2 separate regions of the Sus scrofa genome follow, and region 2 is linked to region 1. A link is a contact called in public HiChIP or PLAC-seq data. All regions are on one chromosome and are shown on one strand. Each heading gives the region's core, a stretch centred on a gene start, on an enhancer-like site or on the middle of the called end of the contact. The rest is flanking DNA. Distances are from core to core; before and after follow the strand shown. Region 1 overlaps NAV1 (neuron navigator 1). Region 2 overlaps NAV1 (neuron navigator 1).

The links. HiChIP or PLAC-seq counts read pairs in DNA pulled down with a chosen protein or histone mark.
Region 2: a contact with region 1 is called in an H3K27ac HiChIP or PLAC-seq map of skeletal muscle, with 6 times the contacts expected there. The contact joins two enhancer-like sites. A contact is called at or near these places in 1 of 5 promoter capture datasets (liver), 21 of 47 Hi-C or Micro-C datasets (adipose tissue, alveolar macrophages, brain and 13 more) and 2 of 2 datasets of contacts at active chromatin or transcription factors (alveolar macrophages and skeletal muscle).

What each region holds. Positions count from the first base shown.
Region 1 is chr10:24,017,568-24,025,287 of Sscrofa11.1, reverse strand. NAV1 (neuron navigator 1) reads right to left here. Exons shown (of 31, transcript XM_021064517.1): 6 at 6,641-7,006. Among named protein-coding and RNA genes, the nearest start is that of IPO9, 89 kb to the left of the region's middle. Within about 2 kb of position 5,592, at least 40 of the 83 cell types and tissues checked have an H3K27ac peak or open chromatin away from gene starts, as enhancers often do. A contact at or near this core is called in adipose tissue, fetal skeletal muscle, mesenteric adipose tissue and 3 more, where this site is marked.
Region 2 is chr10:24,080,044-24,086,777 of Sscrofa11.1, reverse strand. NAV1 (neuron navigator 1) reads right to left here. Exons shown (of 31, transcript XM_021064517.1): 13 at 5,215-5,267; 14 at 4,409-4,486; 15 at 2,072-2,155; 16 at 1,768-1,879. Among named protein-coding and RNA genes, the nearest start is that of IPO9, 27 kb to the left of the region's middle. Within about 2 kb of position 3,822, at least 19 of the 83 cell types and tissues checked have an H3K27ac peak or open chromatin away from gene starts, as enhancers often do. A contact at or near this core is called in adipose tissue, fetal skeletal muscle, mesenteric adipose tissue and 3 more, where this site is marked.

The sequences.
Region 1 (7,720 bases), core at 4,343-6,842:
GACGTTCTCCCCAAAGAGGCAACAAGCATCGCTGACATCAGCGTGACGTCCCCTCCGGCCCTGGAGCCGTGGGTCTCCTCCTTCCTTTCAGATCTGAAGCTGTCAAGGAGGGCACTGCTTCCTTCCTGCCCTGGAAGGCGGGATCCTCCCCAGGATGGCGCCTGATCCCTCTGCCCGACCCCTGTGCTCCCCGGGCAGAAGCCAGGCCTGGTGCTACTGCCCACTGTGGGGGTGGGGTGGGGGGCGCTGCAGGGAAAGAGGAGCCGAGAAGAAGGTCCCTCCCACTGAAGATGCCTCCTGCCTCTGTACAAACACTACAAACCCACTGCCTGCTGCGAGGGGATCCTGCCCCTGAAGCTGGTGGGCTGAGCATCCTTGGACCAGCCCGGAGCACAGCCCTTCCCAGGCGGGGGCTGCAGAGGCCCGGGTTGCTCCACAAGGAGGAAGGGTCTCTTTAAGGATTGGGCTCCTGCCTCTGGAAGCCAAGAGCCGGGCTGGGAGGAGGCAGGCGCCTACGGTTTATTTTATTTGACATTTTTCAACGTCAGGACACTTCAGTGCCAAGGAGGAAGCGAACCCCATCTGTCCCTGAGCTCCCAGCACAGTTCAAGAGGACAGGCGGGGGAGGGAGGGGGGTGAGGAGGGGATGGGGCTGGAGTGGCCAGCCCCCACCCGAAGCAGGGAGGAGGGGACCGTCTCCGAGACCCACTGTCCCCCAGCACACCCTCGGGGCTCATTCAAAGGGGCCTGCTGGCTCTAAGTCACTGCGGTCTTGGCCTTGGTCACTGGTCAGGGGGTCTGCCAGGGCTGCTGAGACAACCCCACACCACGTGATCGCTACCCCTTGGAGGTGAGTGACATGCAGCACTGCTGGTGACGCAGCTGGGGTTCCTGCCTGTCATGCTGCAAAGCTCAGACAGAGCCCACCCAGACCTCCAGTTACACAGACAGAACTGGACGCAGTGAGAGGCACGTCTAAGTCAAAGGAGGGGGGCTGCAGCCCCCTCCCCCGTGCCAGCATGACCCTGCCAGGAACTCTTCCCGTCCCACAGATGGCCGTGCATCTTATCTTCTTGCTTAGATTAAATTCCAGACCTTCCTATTTTTAGAAAAACAAATTCCTTTTCTCTTTTCAAGAGGTGAAAAGGCCCTGAGCTGTCACCTAGGATGGTCAGCAGCCAAGCCGGGGACGTCTGCGGTGCTGGCCCTGCCTTGTCACCCTGGCAGGGCCGCCGGTGGCCGGCCATCAGTCTAGGTGCCAAGTTTTAAGAGGATCACTGACATCCAGAGATCTTCCAGACAAGGTGATGAGGGCGATGGGGTCGGGAAGACTGGGTCATTTCAGGAAGTGCTGAAGTGAGCTGTGACTTTTTCGTTTCGCTCTAGAGAGAGCTGATCTGAGCTGTCATTACAAACCCATTGAAATAGCTGGACAAAGATCTACACGTCGCCCTAGTTTTCTCGGATGACAGCACGTGAATCAACAGGCAGAAGTGAGGCAGATTTCAGGGGAACACGGGGAAACTTCCTTGTAATCTTATTCTGTCTGGAATGGAATAAGCCCCTGTCACTGCGCCCACAAAAATCAAGGGTGAAAGACGCTGTTGTGTTATTATGGAAAAAATAAGATTCAGATCAGCCCCAGATCACAGAGAAGCATCAGAAAAATAGGACTTCCAGTGGTAGCAGAGAATCTCCTTGGTAGGGGACTTGGAACCTGTATTTTGGGGGTTGTTTTTGGCCACGCCCACGGCTGTGATATTCTTTTCCTCTCAACATCTTCCCCCCCCAGTGATGTATTAGTCTTCAAGGAATAGAGGCTTCCTGTGTCCAGTTCCCAAGGCCAGAGATCGAACCCGAGCCACAGCAGTAACCTGAGCTACAGTGGTGACAATGCCAGATCCCTAACCTACTGAGCCACCAGGGAACTCCTGGAATCTGTATCTTTAAAAAGCCCCATCAGCTACAAAACTCTTAAAGGAAAACATCAGGGCAAAGGTTCATGACATTGAACTTGGCGATGCCTTTTTGGCTGTGACACCCACAGTGCAGGCAACAAAAGAAACAGATAAATCGGACTTTATGCGAATGAAAAACTTTTGTGTATTAAAGAGCCCTAGCAAGAGAATGAAAAAGCAACCCACAGAGTCACATGGCTGATAAGGGATTAATACCCAGACTACATCAAGAACACCTACAACTCAACAGCAACGACACCAAAACGACCCAGTTAAAAAACGGGCCAGGGACTTGAATCGATATTTCTGCAAAGAAGACATATGAATGGCTAATAAAACACACGAAAAGATGTTCAACATCCTTAGGCATTAGGAAAATGCTGATTAAAACACAAGGAGACACCACTTCATATCTATCGGGATGGTTGTTATTTAAAAAAGAAAACAGATAGAAAATAAGTGTTGGCGAGGCTGCGGAAACTGGAACCCTCATGCACTGTTAGTGGGAATATAAAATAGTGCAGCCATGGCAGAGAACAGTAAGCTGGTTCCTCAAAAACTTAAAAATAGAACTGCCACGTGATCCAGGAAGTCCACTTCTAGGTATGTACCCAGAAGATCTGAAAGTAGATTCTCAAGGAGATATTTGTACACTCATGTTCACACCAAGATTATTTCCCACAGTTAAAAGGTGGGGAGTTCCCATCATGGCGCAGCGGAAATGAATGCGACTAGGAACCATGAGGTCGCGGGTTCAATCCCTGGCCTCACTCAGTGGGTTAAGGATCCGGCGTTGCCGTGAGCTGTGGTGTAGGTCAGGCTCAGATCTGGCATTGCTGTGGCTGTGGTGTAGGCCGGCGGCTACAGCTCCAAATGGACCTCTAGCCTGGGAACCTCCATATGCTGCGGATGCGGTCCTAAAAAGACAAAAGACAAAAAAAAAAAAAAAAAAAGACAGGTGGAAGCATGTCTAATGTATGTTGATGGGTAAATGGATAAATAATATGTGGTCTAAACACAATGGAATGTTATTGGGCCCCCAAAAGGAAAGAAATTCTTTAATTTTATTTTTGATTTTTTTGCTTTTCAGGGCCGCACCTGCGGCATATGGAGATTCCCAGGCTAGCGGTCTAATCAGAGCTACAGCTGCCAGCCTACCCCACAGCCACAGCAACACGGGATCCCAACTGCGTCTGCGACCTACACCACAGCTCACGGCAACGCCGGATCCTCGAGGCCGGGGATCAAATCCAACCTCATGGACACTAGTTGGATTCGTTGCTGCTTCGCCACAACGGAACCTGTGAGGAAGGAAATTCTGACACCTGCTACCACCCAGATGAACCTAGAGGACCTGACGCTGAGTGAAAGCAGCCAGTTTCTTCAAGATAAATACTGTGTGATCCGACGTCAATGAGGTCCCTAGACTAGTTAAGCTCAGAGACAAAAAGTGGAAGGACTGGGGCCAGCGGCTGGAGAGTGGGAGGTGGAGAGCGAGTGTTTAATGGGGACAGAGTTTCAGGGTGGGAAGCCGAGGACATCCTGAAGATGACAACTGGGGACCATGAGCCAACAACGTGTATGTAATGAATGCCACTGAACTCTCCAACCTAAAAGTGGTTAAGAAATGAACCATATACAAACACGTATTTTACCACAACTGCTGAAATAAACAACTCCGAGTAAGTATATGACAATTCTGGCAGCTACAGAGGATTCCTCTTCCTCATTCTAGAATCTGCCTTTGCTGCGCTCACCCAGGTGAGCACCGAGGAGCCGGGGATCAGGGAGCGGGGAGGGCTGTCGGGGACAGAACACGGTTTGGGGAGAGCCCCCCGCAGATAATCCAGAGCACCCAGAAAGCCTCCGGTCACCTCCACCCTTTGTGGCTCACCTGGATGGCGCGTGGGAACCACGTCTGTCAGCCTCACCTGTCCTGCTGGCCATGTGCTGGGCACCCTGACAGGCAGGAAGCGAGCGGCCAGTGGCAGTGGCTGACGGGGGTGGCTGGGTGTCCCTGGCCGGTGAGAAGGGAACAGCCCTTCCTGTTGTAGGCATAGGAAAAGCGGTTTTCTCAAGAGTGGGACGTTTTTAATTTTTGCTTTTTTAAGGCCGCACCCTCGGCCTGTGGAAGTTCCCAGACTAAGGGTCGAATCAGTCAAGTCGGAGCTATAGCTGCTGACCTACATCAGAGCCACAGCAAAGCGGGATCCAAGCCGCATTGGTGGGAGCTCCACCACAGCTGACGGCAATGCCAGATCCTTAATCCACTGAGCAAGGCCAGGGATCGAACCTGCATCCTCATGCATGCCAGTCAGATTCGTGTCCACTAAGCCACGACGGGAACTCCCAAGAGGGCGACATTTTTTAAAATGACAAAACCTGGTTTCCATCCAGGTTTTGGGAGGCCTGTGGGAGGCTGGGCACGTGTGTCCTGGTTTGCAGGTTTCCTCAAGCTTTGCTGGCACCTAGGAGGCCTGGCTTCTAGTGAAAACACACGACACTCAGCCAGGAAAACACATAATTGAGGAGTAACTGTTTACATTAAAATTACTGGGGATTAAAATCGGTTCCCCTCGACTCCTAAGCCCCTTTAAGAATGGCTGTGTTTATGGTCCTGGCGGGGAGCTACTGCCTGAGACCCCTTAAAACTGGGGTGGTGAGAGTTGCCGTTAATGGCAGACTGACCGTAAAAACGCCTGTGAAGGGACCTTGGAACCAGCACCGCGGTTCGAAGGGAGGCCCCCTTAGGCATCACCAGGCCCACTCTCTGTTCTCTAGCCCCCCCCTTGATCTCCAGGCTCCTCAGGCTTAGGGCTGGTTCCTGGCAGCCTAGCATGCTCGGCTCTGGCACTGATTCACTGTCCAGAGGGTGGGTATCGGGTGTCTTTCCCACCCCTCCCAGCACTCCTGACCCCTACCCTCCTGGATCTATGTCCCCAAGACTGGCCAGCTGCCACCATGTCTGTCCCTGCTGCGGGTTCTAATGGTGCTCAGCTAGACTGCCCATGTCTGAGGGCAGGGCTGGGACCCTGGGAGGGCAGGAGTCCCTCGCCTGCTCTGGGGGGATTCTAACCATAACAGCAGTAGTAACAGCAATTACAGATGACAGCAAACACTCCACAGAGCGTTTACAAAGAGCAAAGACAGAGCCAAGCCTGGATGGGCGGACATGCTCCAGCTCACACACCGGTCAGGTGCCACAGGTCCGGCCACCACCTCAGCCTGGGGTCCCCCCAAAAGTGGGAGTCCTGCCCGTGGAGTTTTCTGGTGTGGCCACTGGGGAAGGGGGCAGCGCCAGCTCTCACCTCCCTCTGCCTGGTCTGGGGCCCTTGAAAGGCAGCCCCAGGCCTTCCCACACAGGGGACTTTCAGACCCCTTGGTACCCAGGGTGGTGCCGCTGCCCTGTCCAGCTGGGTGCTCTTGGAGGGCAGGACCTGATACCTCAGAGGAGATCAGAGAAGAGAGAGAGGCCATCGGCCACAGAGGCTCTCGGCCCGCCCTGCACAGCCTCTGTCCTGAGGAGCTGGATGCCTGCCTGGTCTCCAGCCGAGCCCGGCTGGTGGGTTTAAGCCTGAGGTCGGCCGGCCCCTGGGACTGAGAGGCAGTAAACAACCCCATTCATGAGTCAGTTGTTTTGCTCCAGAGCAGCCTGTCAGCTGGACAGGCCCGCCCGGTCCTCCCAGTACAGCTCCGGGTGGAGAGCAGTGGCCGGCCTGGAGCTCGGCTCCTTCCCACTCTCCCAGTTTGCACTGTTCCAGGGGGATGGGGTGGGGGGAGGCACTACGTGGTCCCTTGGAGGCTCTGCAAACCAAGGAAGGGAGTTGGGGTGGCTCAGGGGAGAGATGCCCCAGGGCTTCCAGGAGCAGTGCAGCACTCCAGCCTCAGGGCTTGGACTCCTAAGCCCCAGCACTTCCCTCCTCCTGTCTCCTCTTCTCACTTCCCAGACTGTCCCTATGTCCCCTAGGTCCAATGGCTCCACAAACCCAACGCTGTCAACTGGGGCAGAAAAGGAAAAGTGGAAGACAGCAAAGAAAGGTTTGATACACTGGGGTTGGGACTCGGAAATTACTGCGTTGTCAGAAGCTTGCGAGGAAGAAACCAGAGGAGAGCCGGGGCCAAAGCTGGGGTGGGGCCAGGGGCTGGGACCCGGCGTAAGCAGAGCGACTACTGCGCTTGGCTCTCCAGCGCTTCCAACACACACGCTCTCAGCCTCACTTCCAGCAGCCCCTCAAGGGAACAGGGCCCTGTCACCCTCATTTTCAAACAGGGAAGGGATCTGACTGCCTGACGCCCACCGAGAAGCACAAGGATCCTGAAAGACCAGAGCCACCTGCGGCTCCCAGAGAAGACCAGGAGGAGGGCGGGGCGCGCCAGAGAATGACAGCCAAGCGGGCCAATGAGAAGGGCATCTTCGCTGACCAATCAGCTCCTCAGATGTCGGCTCCATACCCACCCACCCCCAACATCACCGGCTACGAGACCAGCAGGCGAAGCCCCGCATGCTGTCCTTGTCACAGCGCAGTACCCTCCCCAGGCGAGAGGACACCCACCCTTTCAGCGTCCGCACGCTAGACTGTCCGCAGTCCCCTTATCCTCCCCAGGGTCCATGTGCCCTTCCGGCGTCCCACGACCTGGATTGTCCACCCCGCCTCTCCTGGCTGCCCAGGAGCCGCCCCTACCCGGTGGTGATGTCGTCGTCCTCCGTCATGGTCTTGCCCATGAGGTCGCTGTCGCTCATGTAGCCGGACTTGAGGTCCACGTCGTCCGAGTCCAGGGACTCGACCAGCTCCAGGCGCGAGATGTGGCCGAGCTTGCTGGGGGAGCGCATGGGCATCGTGTGCGAGTAGTGCGCGCGCTCCCCGTGCATGTACCAGGCGGGCGGCCCCTCGGAGCGGCAGCTCCCGCCCACCGACGGCGCGTCCCCGGCCTGCAGCCGCGGGCTGGACTGGCCGTAGCGCCAGGAGAGGGGTGACGAGCGGTTAGACAGGCTGGACACGCTGCGGGGGTTGGCGTCGTCACTGTCGTAGCAGGTCATCTCCAGGGAGCTGGGCGGGCAGAAGCACACTGGTTAACCCCAGCCCTGCACCCACTGTGACCCCCGTCCTCAAACGGCCACCCGCTCTCACGCCCCCCACCTCTGTCCACGAGCCTGAGTTCCCTTTCCGTGTAGGTCACCCGGGATACGTCCGCTCAGGCTGTCAAAGGAAGATGATGGTTAGCACTAGGGAAGGAAACTGGTACACTGCAGGGGCACAGATTCTGTACTGTGACCCAGGTTTAAATCTTTTTCTACCTTTACTGGTCAGCAAGCCAGAAGAAAATCAGAAACCTCACTAAGCCTCCATCTCCTCATCTGTAAAATGGGGGCAAAAGCATTAACAGCTACTTGATCATACATAGAGTTGTAAGCACCACATGTGCAAGACCTAACACAGTGCCTGGTATACAGAAGGTGCTCAATAAATGGGAAGGGGCCAGTGAGAGCTGGGGGAGCCGCGGGAGTGTGAAGGGCCTTGATCATCTGTTTTGTTCAGGCCGTCTACCATCTCGTTTGTCAGTTCAGGGCTGGTTGCTTCCCTAACTGGATCGCAGTCAGCAGAGGGGCACAGAGCGCGAAGGTTAAGCTTTGGGAAATTGACTTTGTTTTTTTTGTCTTTTAGGGCCACACCCACAGCATATGGAGGTTCCCAGGCTAGGGGTCCAGTGGTAACTGTAGCTGCCAGCCTACGCCACTGCTACAACAAGGGATCCAAGCCATG
Region 2 (6,734 bases), core at 2,573-5,072, 63 kb before region 1:
AACAAACTTCCAGTTGGGTGGCCACCTTACAGAAGTCAAATAAGTATTAAAATTATATTTTGGAGTTCCCGTCGTGGTGCAGTGGTTAACCAATCCGACTAAGAACCACGCGGTTGTGGGTTCGATCCCTGCCCTCGCTCAGTGGGTTAAGGATCCGGCGTTGCCGTGAGCTGTGGTGTAGGTTGCAGATGCGGCTCGGATCCCGAGTTGCTGTGGCTCTGGCGTAGGCCAGCGGCTACAGCTCCGATTTGACCCCTAGCCTGGGAACCTCCATATGCCGCTGGAGCAGCCCAAGAAATGGCAAAAAGACCAAAAAAAAAAAAAAAAAAAAAAAAAGAAAGAAAAAAAAGTTAAAAAAAAGATAAAATAAAATTATATTTTGAGGAGTTCCCATTGTGGTGCAGCAGAAATGAATCCGACTAGGAACCATGAGGTTGCAGGTTGGATCTCCGGCCTTGCTCAGTGGGTTAAGGATCTGGCGTTGCTGTGAGCTGTGGTGTAGGTCGAAGACGCGGCTTGGATCTTGGCATGGCTGTGGCTGTGGTGTAGGCCGGCAGTTGCAGCTCTGATTCGATTCCTAGCCTGGGAACCTCCATATGCTCTAAAAAGCAAAACAAAACAAAACAAACCCCCAAAAACAAAACAAAACCAAAAAACCGAGAGAAAGCGCTAGTTTTAGACTACTTTTTAGGGCAGCTTCTGCTCCCACACACTCACAGCCCCCACCACCCACATCCCCACCTGACGTGCGCTGTCGACAATGGACGGACCTGCTCTGACATACGCCCATCGCCCAGTGCCTCCAGGCTTCACTCCTGCCCGTGGGCTCTGAGCACCCGGGCAAAGGTGTGAGGGCCATACCCTACAGAATCCTGTCCTGTCCTAAGCGTCCACGTCCCGCCTGCTCGTCCCTCCCCTCCCCCGACTACTGCAATCCTTTCTTCATCCCCGGAGTCCTGTCTTTTCGGGAATGTCGCACAGTGGGAACCGCACAATAGGCACCACCTTTTCTGATGGGCTCCTTGCACTTAGCGATGGACATTTACCCATGTATCTTTTCCTAGCTTGAGGACTCGTTTCCTTATGCCCTGTGACATGTCGTTGCCTGGCTATGGCAGTTTATCCATCCGTTCACCTACTGAAGGACATCCGGGCTGCTTCTGAGCTTTGACGACTGTGAACAAAGCTGCTCTAAACATCCACGTCCAGGAGTTCCTGTCGTGGCTCAGTGGTTCACACATCCGACTAGGAACCATGAGGTTGCGGGTTCGAGCCCTGGCCTCGCTCAGCGGGTTAAGGATCCGACGTTGCCGTGAGCTGTGGTGTAGGTCGCAGACGCAGCTGGGATCCCACATTGCTGTGGCTGTGGCAAAGGCCAGCGGCTACAGCTCTGATTAGAACCCTAACCTGGGAACCTCCATAGGCCGAGGGAGTGGCCCTAGAAAAGACAAAAAGCCAAAAAAAAAAAATCCATGTCTAGGTTTTTACGGGGATGTGACATTTCCGCTCCTTTGGGCAAACACCCGGGAGCATGACTGCTGGGTCGTCTGCAGGGTACCTTGAGTTTGTAAGAGTCAAGTGCCATTTTAACGACTGTCTTGGACGGCTCTTGGGCTATGGCTTTGGTGGGGGTGAGTTCTGGCCGCTCCTCCTTGACCATGAAAGGACCCTCGCCTCCTAGAAATCTGATGTGGGACTGGCGCCCTGGGCACCGAGCAAAGCCTGCAATAACACCCCTTCCCCTGGGCCTGTGGCCAGAGGGCCTACCTTTGGGCGTGGCTTCTGAGGCGTTGAGAGCTCCCTGAATGACGGCCTGGGCCTCTGAGTTCTTCTTCTTCAGAAAGTCTATGGTTTCTCGTAGGTCCAGCAGCTCAGTGTCCTGAGAGGGAAACCAAGGTGCCTCGCTGTCTGGGGTTGGGAGCATCCCCTCCAAGCCCAGCAAGGGCTGGGCCCTGGGGCCCCCTGGGTCTGATAGAGAAGGGTGGGGAAGCGGCCAGCTGGGCAGATGGAGGACTCAGGGCGACAGAAGGGGAGGGAGCCTGGCCTGTCCCCCCTCTGCCCTGGCTCTCACCTTCTCCTCGGCCGTCTCTGCCAGGTGCCGTAGGCGTGACGTCATGTTCACCAGGCTCTGCTCAAAAGCTGCCACTAGGTTGGCCTGAAACAAAGGCCCATGGAGGTTCCCCAGCTGCCCTAGTCTGGGGAAGGACAGAGCTGGCATCCTGGGTCTCAGAGCTGACCAAGGACAGCCAGCCTCTTAGTGGCTTCGGAACACGAATTTCCCTTTCTGGCCTGAAGGGAATTCCTGGGGCTCAGCTTCTCCAACAGTGAGGTGGCCTAGACTGCATCAGGGCGGGGCAGGTCTTTGGAGGCTCTGGAGACCTGGCCCCATGGCTGGCAGGGGGTGGGATGGCCCCTCTGCTCCGAGGGAAGGCCATCCCCCCTGGGGCTGTGGCTGTTACCTGTGGGCTGGCCTCAGGGCTCCATCACCCCACCCCCATGGAAAGGGTGTGGCATATCGCCCCCCTTGCACCCAGGGACCTCGGTTCTCAATCGTATTGTGTTTTGAAGCTCCTTCCCTGACCATTTCCTGGGGCTCCTTTTGGGGGGCTGGAGCAGCTGTGGGTGCGGGGGGGGGGGGGGGCGGAGGATTCAGAGCAATTCTGCAGTCTGGACACTAGGTGGCGGGCCTGCCTCGAGAGCCGCCCCAGGGACCTGGGGGAGGTAGGGGAAGGTGGGCTGGAGCTCCATCCAGCTCTATCGGCTTGGGACCAGAGAGGCAGATGCGTGCTCAGAAGGAGGAACAGCCATCAGTGAGGGCACCAAGCAGACGGTGACCCAGCAAGTGAGGGACACTGTGACCCCACTGCTTCCCGTCCCCAGAGGTTCTGCCTCCCTGTGGCCAACTCCAGTTTCCAACCACCACCCTGGGGACACAGCTTGAGGGAGGCGTCTCTGGTCCAGGGAGTCCGTGCCTTCTTGGCCTCAGGTCACCCCCTTCTTGAGGGCTTTTCCGTGCTGGCCTCCTGCCGAGTGGGCTCCCCCTCCTCTGGGGGTGCTGCCACCACCACCCCCAGCCCCAGAGGGGCCTGGATGACCTCAGGGCTTGGCCGAGGTGCTGGAAGGAGGCTGGCATCTGGGGTAGGGGTTGGAAGGTGCCCCAGGGCGGACAGCTGGGGAGTCCGGGGAACAGGGCACAAGGTCTGCAGTCAAGGATCCTGAGAACAAGTGGGGGTCCTTGCGCTGCAGCCCCGGCTTGGAGGCAGGGCTCTGACCCTCAGTCAAAGCCTGCATCCAAAATCCAGGCCAGCGGGTCTGCGGGTTCAGCCTGTTCTCTTCCTGTCCTAAGAGAGTCACCCTTGAACCCATCCTCTGGGCTCCCGCCCAGTCTCACCAGCAGGAGGCTGAGTGCAAATGAGTCGGGGGGGGGGCCTCTGCCCCCCTCACTCCGCCTCCCAATTTCCCAGCCTTGGGGGTGGGGCACAGGGAGAGAAAAGATGTATCTTGACTCGATTACAATTCTTATAGGTCCCCAATCGTAGTTTTAAGGACTTGGGGTGAACTTCATACAAGCTGATAAGTGTACAAATGAGAGTTTGGGGGAAAGAGAAGAACCACTGTGGTGAGGAAACTGCTGCTGAAATACAGTGGAAATGCTACCTGAGTCTGGGCTGGGGACCAGGCCTGACAGCTGGGCCCCCCAGGGAGGAAGGGGAGAGAAGAAAGCCAGAAAGGCCTGCGGAAGCTGCAGACATGGTTACTTTGTGCAAACACTTGGAGAGCCAGCGCCAGCAGATCCGGCTCAGCTGTTGTTTACAGCTTTGGGGGAAAAGGGCTCCTATGTCCTGTTTGCCGCCTCGTCGGGGAGGCAGCTTCATGTCTCCCCATCCCGTGGGGCGGAGAGGCCACCAAGAAGAAACTCCTTCTCAGTGAAGACAGCCACAAAGCATGCTGGCCCCCACTTGAAGTGAGGGCCAAGGGGCCGGGGAGGTGGGGCCGGGCCCCTACGCCCCGTCACAGGGGCCAGACGGGGCTCCAACACCCAGCTCTGTGCCTGTGCCTGTCCGGACACGTGGGTATGACAAAGGCACGAATGTACCCCTGGGCAGAGGCAGAGGGTTCTGGGGATGGATAATACTAACCCATAACTAATTCTGTCACCTCCACCCAGAACCACTGAGAACCCAGACGCTCAAAGGCCACTGGACGTGACTTCACCCACACCTGTGAATTAGGGTGGGGGTAAAAATGGTGCTTCCTAAACATCGGGGCTCCGGGGAAGACGCGCCAATCCCCAAATCCTCTGTTCCCCTGGGATCAAAGCCCACAGGACGCCGAAGCAGCCGGTTCTCCTCTGGCTGAACGTCCCTAATTTGGGGCCCAACCAGCTGCCCTGCTTTTGGGCACTCACGTTGGCCGAAAGCTGGGACGTCAAGGTGGCCACTTTTTCCTGGGACGATTCCAGTTCCCTCCGCAGCTTCCGGATTTGCTGTGAAAGGAAGGGGATACGAACTGACGGTGGCGGAAGAAGTGTAAGCTCTGGAAGGCGACGGGGGCGGTGATGGCGACAAGCAGAGACAACAGCTGGCTCCCTACCTCGGACTGCATCCTCTCCTCAGCCTGAAGCAGGGAGCACAGAGGGGGAGAGAGGCGGTTACCGTGGAGAAGGCAGCGCACAGAGCTCAAGGGAGGGGGCCTGGGGCACGCCAAGCGGCTGAGACCTGCATCCGGGCCCTGGATCCTCCTCACAGGTGGGCTCGGACCCCAGACCGCGGTTTAACAAAGCCCTCCCTGGAGCTTGTCGCTGCCAAGAAGGCTGGCAGATGAAACCGGCTGATCTGAAGCTCATCCTTATGGCCATCAACTTGAAGGCGTAGGTGTTAGGGCCAGAACGGACCTCAGGATCAACCATCCCTCACGGCCCAGGCCACCAGGAGCACTGGGAGGGTTCCCCACACTGCTGGGCTCTGGAGTCCTGGAGAGACCCCCCCCCTCATGTCACCTGGCTGGGGACGCTGCCCTCTGGCTGGCACCGAACAGCCCTACAAGGACTGTTCTCCGCTTTCGAAGGAGGGGCTCAGAAGGCACCAGACTTGCTCAGGAAGTGGTGGGGAGGCCACTGAGGTCCAGAAGGGCCCACCACGTGCTCTAAGCTCCAGGAGCCCCCACCCCCAGGAGGGTCCCGGGTGCAGTGTGGGGATGGAGGGGCTTGCTTACTGAGGAGTAGGTAGAGGAGGCGCTGGAGGCCAAGGACAGCACTGAGCCGTGAACTGCAAGAGAAGCAGAACACGAAGGGTTAACAGAGGGCTAGGGGTCCAGGAAGAGCCCTAAGGACGGGACTGGGGTTCTGATTCTGCAGAGAGCGAGCACGAACAGGGGGCCCAGCTGCGCATGTGCACGCGCGCAGTCCAGCAGAGCCAGCCTCCTCCAGCCGGCTTTCTCCGCTCTCCCTTGCTCCGGGGGGGGGGGGGGGCGCACAAGGGTTAAGGGGGAGGGGAAGGACATGCTCCTGGTCAGGCGTCACTTCCTCCCCCCTCAGGAAAGCACTTCTGTTGCGGAAGAGGCAGCTTTTCCTCAGAGCTGCTCAGAACAGAGCCTCGGTCCTGCCTCCTCTTTGCAGTGGGGACCACACAGACGAAAAAGCTCCCAAATGCAAAACACGCCTTCTGATTCTCCAGGCATCAGAACAGCAGCCCCACAGAGAGGACCAGAGCCCGTGTGCCAGGCAAACCCTCATGAGCGATGAGCGTCCCACAGTCACGCACGTCTAACCCCCAGAAAGCCGGGCTCAGCTCTGGCACCAACACCCAGCAGGCCAACCTCAAGCTGGTCTTCAGAACATTGTTTTTTTTTCTTGGCTGTGCCCCTGGCATGCAGAAGTTCCCAGGCCAGGGATGGAACCTGAGCCACAGCAGTGACAACGCCAGATCCTCAACCACTAGGCCACCAGGGGACGCCATAGACATTTTTTTTTTCTTTTTAAGGCCGCACCTGTGGCACATGGAATTTTCCGGGCTAGGAGTTGAATAGGAACTGCAGCTGTCAGCCTACACCACAGCCACAGCAACGTGGGATCCTGAACCCACTGAGCAAAGCCAGGGATTGAACCTACATCCTCGCAGACACTATGTCAGGTTCTTAACCAGCTGGGCCACAAGGGGAACTCCCAGGAACCTTCTTGAAAGAGGAATGAGATGCCTAATTCTTTTAAGGGTTTAAGAGCCACCTCTGCATCCCTGTCCTCTGAAGCTGGGAGGATGAGGGCTGTGGCTTCAGAGCGCCATCTAGCCCTCCATGCTGTTCCCCCTCTGCCCCCGAGCTAGACGGAGCCACCCAAGGTTTTGGGGCCCCCAGACCCTCCAAAGGGATGGGAAGAAAGAGCTGAAATGGCCCAACTGGATGTCCTGTGAATTGTCCATGTGTGGTGACGGCAGCGGTGGGCGGGCCGGGGGACCCAGCAGAGCTGGAATGAGCGTGAACCGCGCTGGCATGAGGTCTCACCATCGTCCGTGGGGTCCCGGAAGGATCCCGACCGAATCATCCCCTTGGGTCTCTCGGCCAGGGACAGGGTGCTCCCCATTAGGGAGCCGCTGTACAGCTCGAAGGCCGCCTCGTGGGTGGGGATGCTGTTGGAGCGGGTGATTCTTGGCGTGGTGGCCGCAGTGGGACTCACTGGAAGGACAGAGCGGGGGAGGGGACGGGGGGAGAGGGCAGGAAAAGAGGCAGGGGCATCAGCG